Linked DNA regions of Hordeum vulgare: regions 2 and 3 are each linked to region 1. A link is a contact called in public Hi-C data. All regions are on one chromosome and are shown on one strand. Each heading gives the region's core, a stretch centred on a gene start, on an enhancer-like site or on the middle of the called end of the contact. The rest is flanking DNA. Distances are from core to core; before and after follow the strand shown.

Evidence for each region. A called contact is a pair of places that touch in the nucleus more often than the background predicts.
Region 2: a contact with region 1 is called in a Hi-C map of seedling, with 4 times the contacts expected there. The contact joins the promoter of LOC123406239 here to the promoter of LOC123404291 in region 1. A contact is called at or near these places in 1 of 6 Hi-C or Micro-C datasets (seedling) and 1 of 1 datasets of contacts at active chromatin or transcription factors (embryo).
Region 3: a contact with region 1 is called in a Hi-C map of seedling, with 3 times the contacts expected there. The contact joins the promoter of LOC123402457 here to the promoter of LOC123404291 in region 1. A contact is called at or near these places in 2 of 6 Hi-C or Micro-C datasets (leaf and seedling).

Annotation. Positions count from the first base shown.
Region 1 is chr6H:458,685,227-458,688,006 of MorexV3_pseudomolecules_assembly, forward strand. LOC123404291 (polyamine transporter PUT1) reads right to left here and starts at 1,372. Exons shown (of 2, transcript XM_045098217.1): 1 at 764-1,372; 2 at 1-110. The coding sequence starts at 877.
Region 2 is chr6H:459,051,507-459,054,286 of MorexV3_pseudomolecules_assembly, forward strand. It overlaps LOC123406239 (cyclin-dependent kinase F-4-like), which reads left to right and starts at 1,442. Exons shown (of 16, transcript XM_045099725.1): 1 at 1,442-1,698; 2 at 2,730-2,780.
Region 3 is chr6H:458,412,624-458,415,403 of MorexV3_pseudomolecules_assembly, forward strand. LOC123402457 (myb family transcription factor PHL11-like) reads left to right here and starts at 1,416. Exons shown (of 6, transcript XM_045096383.1): 1 at 1,416-2,048; 2 at 2,615-2,691. The coding sequence starts at 1,907.

The sequences.
Region 1 (2,780 bases), core at 122-2,621:
GACGCCGGCGATGGCGCTGGCGCGCCGCCAGGGAGGCCCCGGTACTCCGTGCCTTCCTCGCCCATCGCCGGTGCGGCGCCGGTCGCCGGTCCGCCGTTCTGGGCGGGCTTCTGCTGGAGAAAAGAAGACGTAAACTTCTTCAGACGACAGCATTAGAGCATGAGAAGTGTTGAGTTGTGGCAACAAGCGATCAACTGACAGGATAGCAAATGCAGATGCAGTATCAAATCAAATGCTCATTCGCAAAAGAGAAAGAAGGATGGACGCCGTATCAATTCAAATGCTGTGATGGAGCTACGATATCTGAACTGATTGCTGTGCACTGTGCAGCTTCGGTGGAGTTGGACATTTTGCCGCTCGCCTACGCAGACGGCGGCGAGCGCTGTCCCTGTCCGGCTCATCGGCATTCGGTAACATCTGTCGCCGAACGTACCGCCACGTCGCTAGCTCCGCCTATACACGTTAACACGTATACTACAGCTCTACAAGGCTGGATAGGATTTCAGTGGGCTTGCCAATTGCAACCCACCAGGGGCTGGAGCTGTTCAGGGCTGGAGCTGAATGGGCCGTCGTGGCCGATTGCAGTGGGCTCCACGTCTGCTCCAAGGTTCCTCCGCTCGAGAAAAAATTCCCTGCTCTCGCACGCAGAATCGAATCTCCGCTTGCGTGCGCCGCGCGATGGCGGGGCAGCCAAATCGACGCGCCACCGCTACGACAACGACAAGATGCAGGATGAGGTGGAGAGGAGGTTGGGGGAGCTCACCTCTTGCCCTGCGTCCGCAGAGCCTGCTCCTGCGGGCGCCGCCACCGGCGGCGGCGGTGGCTGCGGCGGCGGAAGGCTGGATAGCGCCACCTCCGACCTCTCGACGCTGCCCATCGATTCGCGATTCCTGCGCCTCCCCGTCTGGCTACGGGTTCCTCTCGAGTCCCAATTATTGTTCCTGGAGAGCGACGTGGAATGTATTGATGCCGCGGAGAGCTTGGCGAAGAGGTGGCTTTGATTGAGTGAAGGATCCTTCCAGTCCGTCCCCAGATTAAGCGCAAGCTTGTATGCTGGTAATGGAAATGCAGCCCGTACAGCAAGGGACAACTGGATTGGGTTTTATTCCTTTTCTGGAGAAAAGGACCAGATTTGTTTGGACTATTGTCTTTTAAGTAGGGCTGGGCGTTCGGTTTATATGATTAATACGGTTCGGTTTATTCAGTTCTATGTAATTTTGGTTTCGAAGAAATAGAAATTGAAATAATCATTTAAAATTTAAAAACCGAACCATATTAATCATAATATATCAGTTCGGTTTGTTCGGTTAACCGAAAAACCAAAATTCATGCACTTGTCAATATAAGTGTAATGACTCGAGAGAACTCATTTGGATTGTATAATATGCAAAAAGATAATCATAAGTTCTAGAAACCTTAATATCATTCTATAATTCATTCGGTCAAGCAGACTAGTAACCATAATTAAGTAGAAAAAGCACATGGAATGTGAAATATATTATGTGCGAAGAAATGTGTGATGTCTTCATACTGTTGCACTTACGAAAACAAGGTATTACATGGGGTATCCCACATATTGGTTTGTTCGGTCTATTCAGTTTCTAGGCACCAAAAACCGAACAAAAACAAAACATCGAACAACCTTAAAATTTCCCACCGGACCAAAAAACAAACCACCAAATAAACCAACAAATCGGTTAATACAGTTCGGTTCGGTTTGGTTTTTCGGTTTTCGGTTTTATAGTGCCCACCCCTACTTTTAAGTTCCTGCGGAAATGTGTTGAATAAATAAAAGGTAAATGCACTGATGGTACATGAAGTTGTTTAGGATGTGTAATTTGATGCCAAATATTTTCAAATACGGAAAAAAAATTGTCTTTACAGCTCAAATCATGGCTGTCGTTGTATCGTGACTCGTGGGGCCCAGTGTCAGCGGTACGAAGCGGCTGGCCCATTTATGTTTTAGCATTTAGGACAGTAAAACTGAGCCTAATCGCTGCCCTCTCAGGCCATTAGAGATTTCAGTTATCAGGTCATCGTTTGGGTCGTTTATAGCCGTCCATTTACACTCAGTTCGTGATCTGGGCCTCTGTCCTAAAGGGCAGCTACTCTGGTGGAAATTTTGGAGCCGTGTGGTGCATTTAGGCCCCATACCGCAGAAAGCCCAATTAGGCCGATCGCTCCATAGAAAAGAAAAAGCAAACCCTTCCTTCCTCCTCCTCCCTCACGATCTAGGTGTGGTCGATGTGCTGCCGCCCGTCGCCCGCTGCTCTACTTTTCTTGATCCCGTAGCAGTGGCACCATACTCTCTTATCCAGACAATCGCTTAGTTGGGCAGCCACATCCAGTCTCCATGGAGTCGTTAGGGACGGGCGTGAAGAGGAAATGTGGTGGCGATGGCATGGAGGACTGACCGGATGTGTGGTTGCCAGACGGCGGAGGTAACGTGTATCTTGCTTGATCGCTCATCTATCGGACCACGCCAGCCTCGCTCCTTCCTCCCTAAATCTCCTAATTGATTCCTGGATTGACATAGCCGGCCTACCAGGGAGCCCATCGTGCTGGATCATCCAAGTTCAATCGGACTAAACGCTCGAAGGAATGTCCTAACCAAATTTTAGCACGGAGGCGCCTTCAAGAGCACCTTGCCATTGATAGTGATGTCTAGTGGAACGAGGACATCGTGAGGATTGACCGAAACATCAAAGGATTTGACGATTTCAAGGTTTGATATCCCGTTTATTCTCCCTGCTACTCCTATAAAACAATTTAATAGAGTC
Region 2 (2,780 bases), core at 192-2,691, 370 kb after region 1:
TGATTTTACATTCTACTAAGCGAAAAATCCCAAGATAATGACTTGTTATTCTCATTATGATGGTTGCCAGCTAAGGAAGCAATTCTAACATATCTTTGTAATATTACTCAGAGATATGCACTTGCACATGCAAGCTTACTGGTTTGATGTTAATAAAGCTACCCCGAAGGCCTTTCTGTAAAAAAAAACTAGCTATTTTATTTTGTTTTCCATTTTTTTTGTCACACACAAGTTTGTAGTCACTTAATATGTGCATCAATTTTTGTTCCTACAACTTCTACAAAACTTGAAAATTACCACACTGACCAAGTTTCACCAAATGAGTTCACACGGTTTACAAGATCCGGTCTAGTCGACACCCAAATTATTCAGGTCCGCCCCAACGAAATGTGGGCCAAAAACTTCTCCCCTCACAAGTCACAAGAGAAGAGACCGCAATCTTTCAACAAACATTTTTGTCACTTCACCACTTCGGGCGCTCCAATAATAATCGAAGACATGAATCATTGTACCAGTTCCATAAGAGAACAAAACACAAAAACGCCGAGAACCAACCCAATGATCAAATACCACTGCTCCGGAGCAGAAGAGCCATTCTATAAGCAAACACACCGTGCCCGCCCTGCTCCTGAATAAAACAGATTGGGATCACACCACGCCGATCAGCATCATGCCCATGTGACCGGCCACCAACCGGAGAGAATGGAGTCGCTAGCTTGCGTCCGGTCCAATCCAAACGCCATAAACACGCGCACCACTCGGCGCCGTGGTGGGTAGAGTTAGAGCGAGCGAGGCTGGGGACCAGCCCCCCATGATGCTGTCAATGGCACGGAATGTAGAGACAGCGCTGATGGATGGCCGATGGCCGATGGCCTGGCCCCGTGCGCTGTTGCTCGTGATTACCCGAATGGCCGGATCACCTTTAGTTGTAACCTTTTTTGCACGGTGGTGGCGACTGGTGGGCAAGGTTGGGTCCTCCGGGATCCGTTACAGTGAAGAACAGCTAGTGGCAACGCAGCTTGGAACGTTGGATGGACATGTGGAATTGTGGAGGCAGGGGCATCCGTCGCCGTTGCACCGCATTCGGTAACCACCACCGGCGATCAACGTCGGGCGGGGGACGTGACGAGAAGTCCACACGGTTACGAACTCCCCATCACCTCACCTCACCTCGCCCACCCCAAAGCGTCAATGGCAATCAATCCGAGGGCGGGGCTGGTAGGGGGCGGGTGAAAAGACAGGAATACTCTGCCTCGCTTCCCCTCCGCTGGGGCAAACAAACCCAAACGAAAAGGGGCTTGGTCAGCCGACCAGAGAGAGAGAGGTTAAAAAAAAGGGGGTGGAGGCCGGCGGAGCGCGAGAGGCGACGCGGTGCCCTGCCGGGGATGGACGTTGGCCACGGTTATAAAAAGTAACGGGGCGCGTCGCGGGTAGAAAGCCAGGGGAGGGTGCGGTGGGAGGCAGGCCGCGGCTCATTTCTCTCCCTTCTTTCTTCTCCCCCCCGCCTCCGCCCGCGCCGTTCCACGCCGCCGCCGCCGCCGCCACGGCGACACAATCACCGGCGCCGCGCCCCACAGGCCTCCTCCTTTGCGCCGCGCCGCTCGGGGCTGGGCTGAGGTGGGCCGCGCCGACACGCGGCACGTGGGGAGCCACCACCACCACCACCACCACCCTATGCTCCTTTGCCCGCCTGGTAAGGTATGGCATCGATTCCGCTCCATTGCCTCCGCCTTTCTCGCGTCGCGCTCCGTCCCTCTCCCTCCTCGCTTTGCTTGCTCCCAGCGGTTTGCCCCGGATCTGTGTCCCAGGCGCCGGATCTGAGCGGCCAGCGGGCGTTCCATCCAATGCGAATCCATGTCTAGGTTTGTGCCTCGCGGTGCTGCGTTAGCTTGTTTTCAGGATTATGTTGCGGTGCTTTTCTGTTCGGATTTTTCTTCTTTCCTTTTGTTGGCTGATTTAGTTTTTTGCGCGGAAAGGTCCCCTTTTTCCCGTTAAAAGGCGTCTTTTTTCTTCCTATAGATGAGAAAAACAGTCTATGTGATTGTTTTTGTGCCTGCAATGTAAATTGTATTAAGGTTGCAATGCACAAGTTTGACAGAGAAGAAACTCAGAAAAAAACACGGTAGCAATGTTGGCGTTTCCCCATCAATCCCAACCTCAGGCGATATTTTCAGTTGGGGGATGTTTCTACATATATGTGTGGATTTTGCTACATAAAACCGTTTGAGCCAGTAATATGAGATAGCAACATTATTTTCGAATTTCGATGTTTCAAGCACCGGTATAGCTTGATCACCATGCCAATTGAGATGCCGGGTCGTTATTGTGATTGATGAATAGCATCATTGATATCGATATGGTTTGCAATGTCCAGCTCCACCAATGTTATACACTTCTACCCTGGTATTAATGTATGCCTGGTATTATGCGATTAGGTAAAAGAGTGCTATATCTAATTCTGATATTTCCCTGAGAACTAGGTTTCGTTATGCGCATTCATGTTGGTTCTAGCAAAAACAAGATTTGGAAATGTTGCTAAATTTGTGTTGTTTTCTAATTGAGGTCGTCAGTCGTCTGCATTATATATGATCCAAATGGTTCTGTGGTGCACCAATGTTCATGCTTCATGGAAATGATTTTAGTTCCTTTGGCATACACTATGCAATGTCATTGAGTACAAAAAGTTTTGGAATGTACCACAGCATTCTGATTCAAATACATTGTATCAGATTGCACCAGCAGTGATCCTGGGAGCTTAAAGTGTTCCATCAAAGACATGG
Region 3 (2,780 bases), core at 166-2,665, 270 kb before region 1:
TAGCAAAGAGTGGCCCTGAACTTCTCCTCGGCGATGCCTTCAGGAAGGGAACGACGTAGACAACGCCGTCATCGCCGGCTTTGGCAGTAGCCGAAAGCAAGCTTTTACCCAGATCTGTTTGAAGAACCCATCTCTCCTGCACGGACCACCACATCCTGCGACGTCCCCGGGAGCGGGATCCCAAGATCCGCCGCCACCAGCAACGCCACAAGGACCCACCACCTGACCGTCATCCCTGACGAAGGGGATGGCACCACCACCTCCCCTGGTCTATGGAGGACCGGTTCCTACACCGGGTGTTTTGCATTAAGTCTCATTTGAATCACAGCTCAACAAACTTATGAAGAATCGTAAGGCTATGTCCGCATTACCCAAGAAACCTCATTCAAAAAAAGAAGCGGACAATCAATATAATCACTTTGCATTATTCATTGTTGCTTTGGTAGAGAATAACAATGTCGCGTCGTGCCCGCATTGAAGATTGGTTGCTTTTTTGACACGCACACATACACACTGTTGTGTCACGTAGTACCGTCCGGTTCATACGTCGACGTACCTCATCTCTTCGCTGTCGAGGCCGGACGGAAACGGAGCCAGAAAAGAACAAGCGCAAAAGCAAAGCGAGTGTGGGGCGGCGGTCTGAACCGAGTTGGCGCAAATATTTTTCCTCAGAGCGAGGGCCCAGGCGACATCATCGACGACATCTCCCCGCGTCTCTCTCGCCCCCCGCTCCTCCACCGCCTGTCTACTCGCCGCCGCCGGAATATTCCCTGGAGGCGCTGTTCGCAGCTGGCTCTCCGACGAGACATTTCATAGATGAAAACCATATGAATTCCAATACCGTACCGTCTGACGTGCGCTAGCTACTTGACAAACAAGGGCTGTTAATTTCCTCGACCGAGGAGAGCAAAACAAGATCGACCGTCGGGCGACCCAGTTTGTGTTTAGGATATGCGGTAATTTGATCCATCCGTCTTCCTTGGTCTCGGCGGTGAACCGATGGAGCGACCGATGTGTGTTGTCGTGATCACTGACCGGCGAGGCGACACCCAATCACCAGCGACCTTCACCCAAAATCTAGCAAGTGAGCAATGATCGTCTTTAGCCAAAAAACAACAAAGCCGCGTCATGATCGGTCGGAACGACAGCCAGCCTCGCCAGCTACGTACGTACGTACGCAGTAGCGCGACCGGGACGGGACCCGGCGGCAGCGGCGCACATGCACATGCACACATGGCGCGACCGCTCGTGTCGGGGCCGCGCGCGCCCTTCCCGGGCCCGATCGGCCGGCCGTACGCGCGCCGCCGGCGCGCGGCCCTCCACGCGGAGCGGCCCGGTTGGCGCTCGGTCGGCCCTTTGTCCAGCTCTTTGTTTTGTCTTGCACCCCGGCGCAAGGCTCCCCGAGATTCCAAGCGCCGCGCCCGCACCGCACGCATGATCGACCGAGCACACGATGCTGCGGCATGCGATGCGATGCCCGGCCTCCGGTTCGGTTCATGCTCTCTCGCCCGCCCGCCTCGGCGCCCATCCCTCTCCCCTCCCACCTGTCCATACATCGCCGCACCGCACCTCCTCCCCGCGTCTCTATCTACGCCCACGTCCAGCCATATAGATAGCTAGCAGCACGCATTCCCATCACGAATCCTCCTCGGGCTTGGCCGAATTCCCACGCCAACTCCACACGGCACCAGATTCGCGCCGCACCGTGCCCGCCAGCCGGCCGGCCGCGCGCTCGCGCTCGCGCTCTAGCCAGAGCTAGCTGCGGCACGCACCCCATTGCTGCGTCGGGAGACACGCCGCCACTTGATCGGCAACGAGAGGAAGCTAGCTAGCTAGCTTGCTTCGCTAACTAGGAGGCGAGGAGCGCGCGTCACCGGACGGAAGCGAGAGCTCGCTGGAGATCATCATGTTCGAGGGGATGGAGCGGGCGGGGTACGGCGTGGGCGCCGGGGTGGTGCTGTCGCGGGACCCCAAGCCCCGGCTGCGCTGGACGCCCGACCTGCACGAGCGCTTCGTCGAGGCCGTCACCAAGCTCGGCGGGCCCGACAGTGAGTACCACTACCACCTCCTCCGCTCCTGCCCAGCTTCTCCACCCCATGCATACATGCGCGCAAGTGCTTTGCCGCCGCCGCCGCCGCCGCCACAAAGCCGGCCTGCTCCAGCTCTCATGGCCCACCTCACGTGCTCATGTTCATGCCCGGCGGCTTGTCGGAGCATTTGCCCGCCCCCACCCGGCCGCTGTAGCCTGTAAAGGCCAAAGGGGCCGAGCATGCATGCATGCAAGCATGTGTGCGCGCAGGAATTCGGGGTTTTAACTTTTATTAAGTACGGCATGGTATAGACTATAGAGAGTGAAGGATCATCGGAGGTCACAACACTCTGACATGATTGTAGCATGCTCGGAGTCTTCAAAAAGATCCGCGCGTTATGATCACGATCATCTGTTGATCACTCGATCTTCTTCTTTTCTTGAGACGGAGTTGATCACTCGATCTGTGGTCCCAATTCTGATCGTTTTCTGTTCTGATCCATCCATGTGCATCAGCATATGCTAGTAGTTGTCACCAAGGCTCCTGATTTGACTTGGTTTCCCATTTGACTTTACTGTCGACAGAGGCGACGCCCAAGTCGGTGCTGAGACTGATGGGCATGAAAGGGCTCACCTTGTACCACCTAAAGAGCCATCTTCAGGTTTCTACTCAACTTCATTACAAACTAGTTATACATATATTTCCCTAGAGAACACTAGTTATGCATAAATAGTTGCTATTTCTACTGAT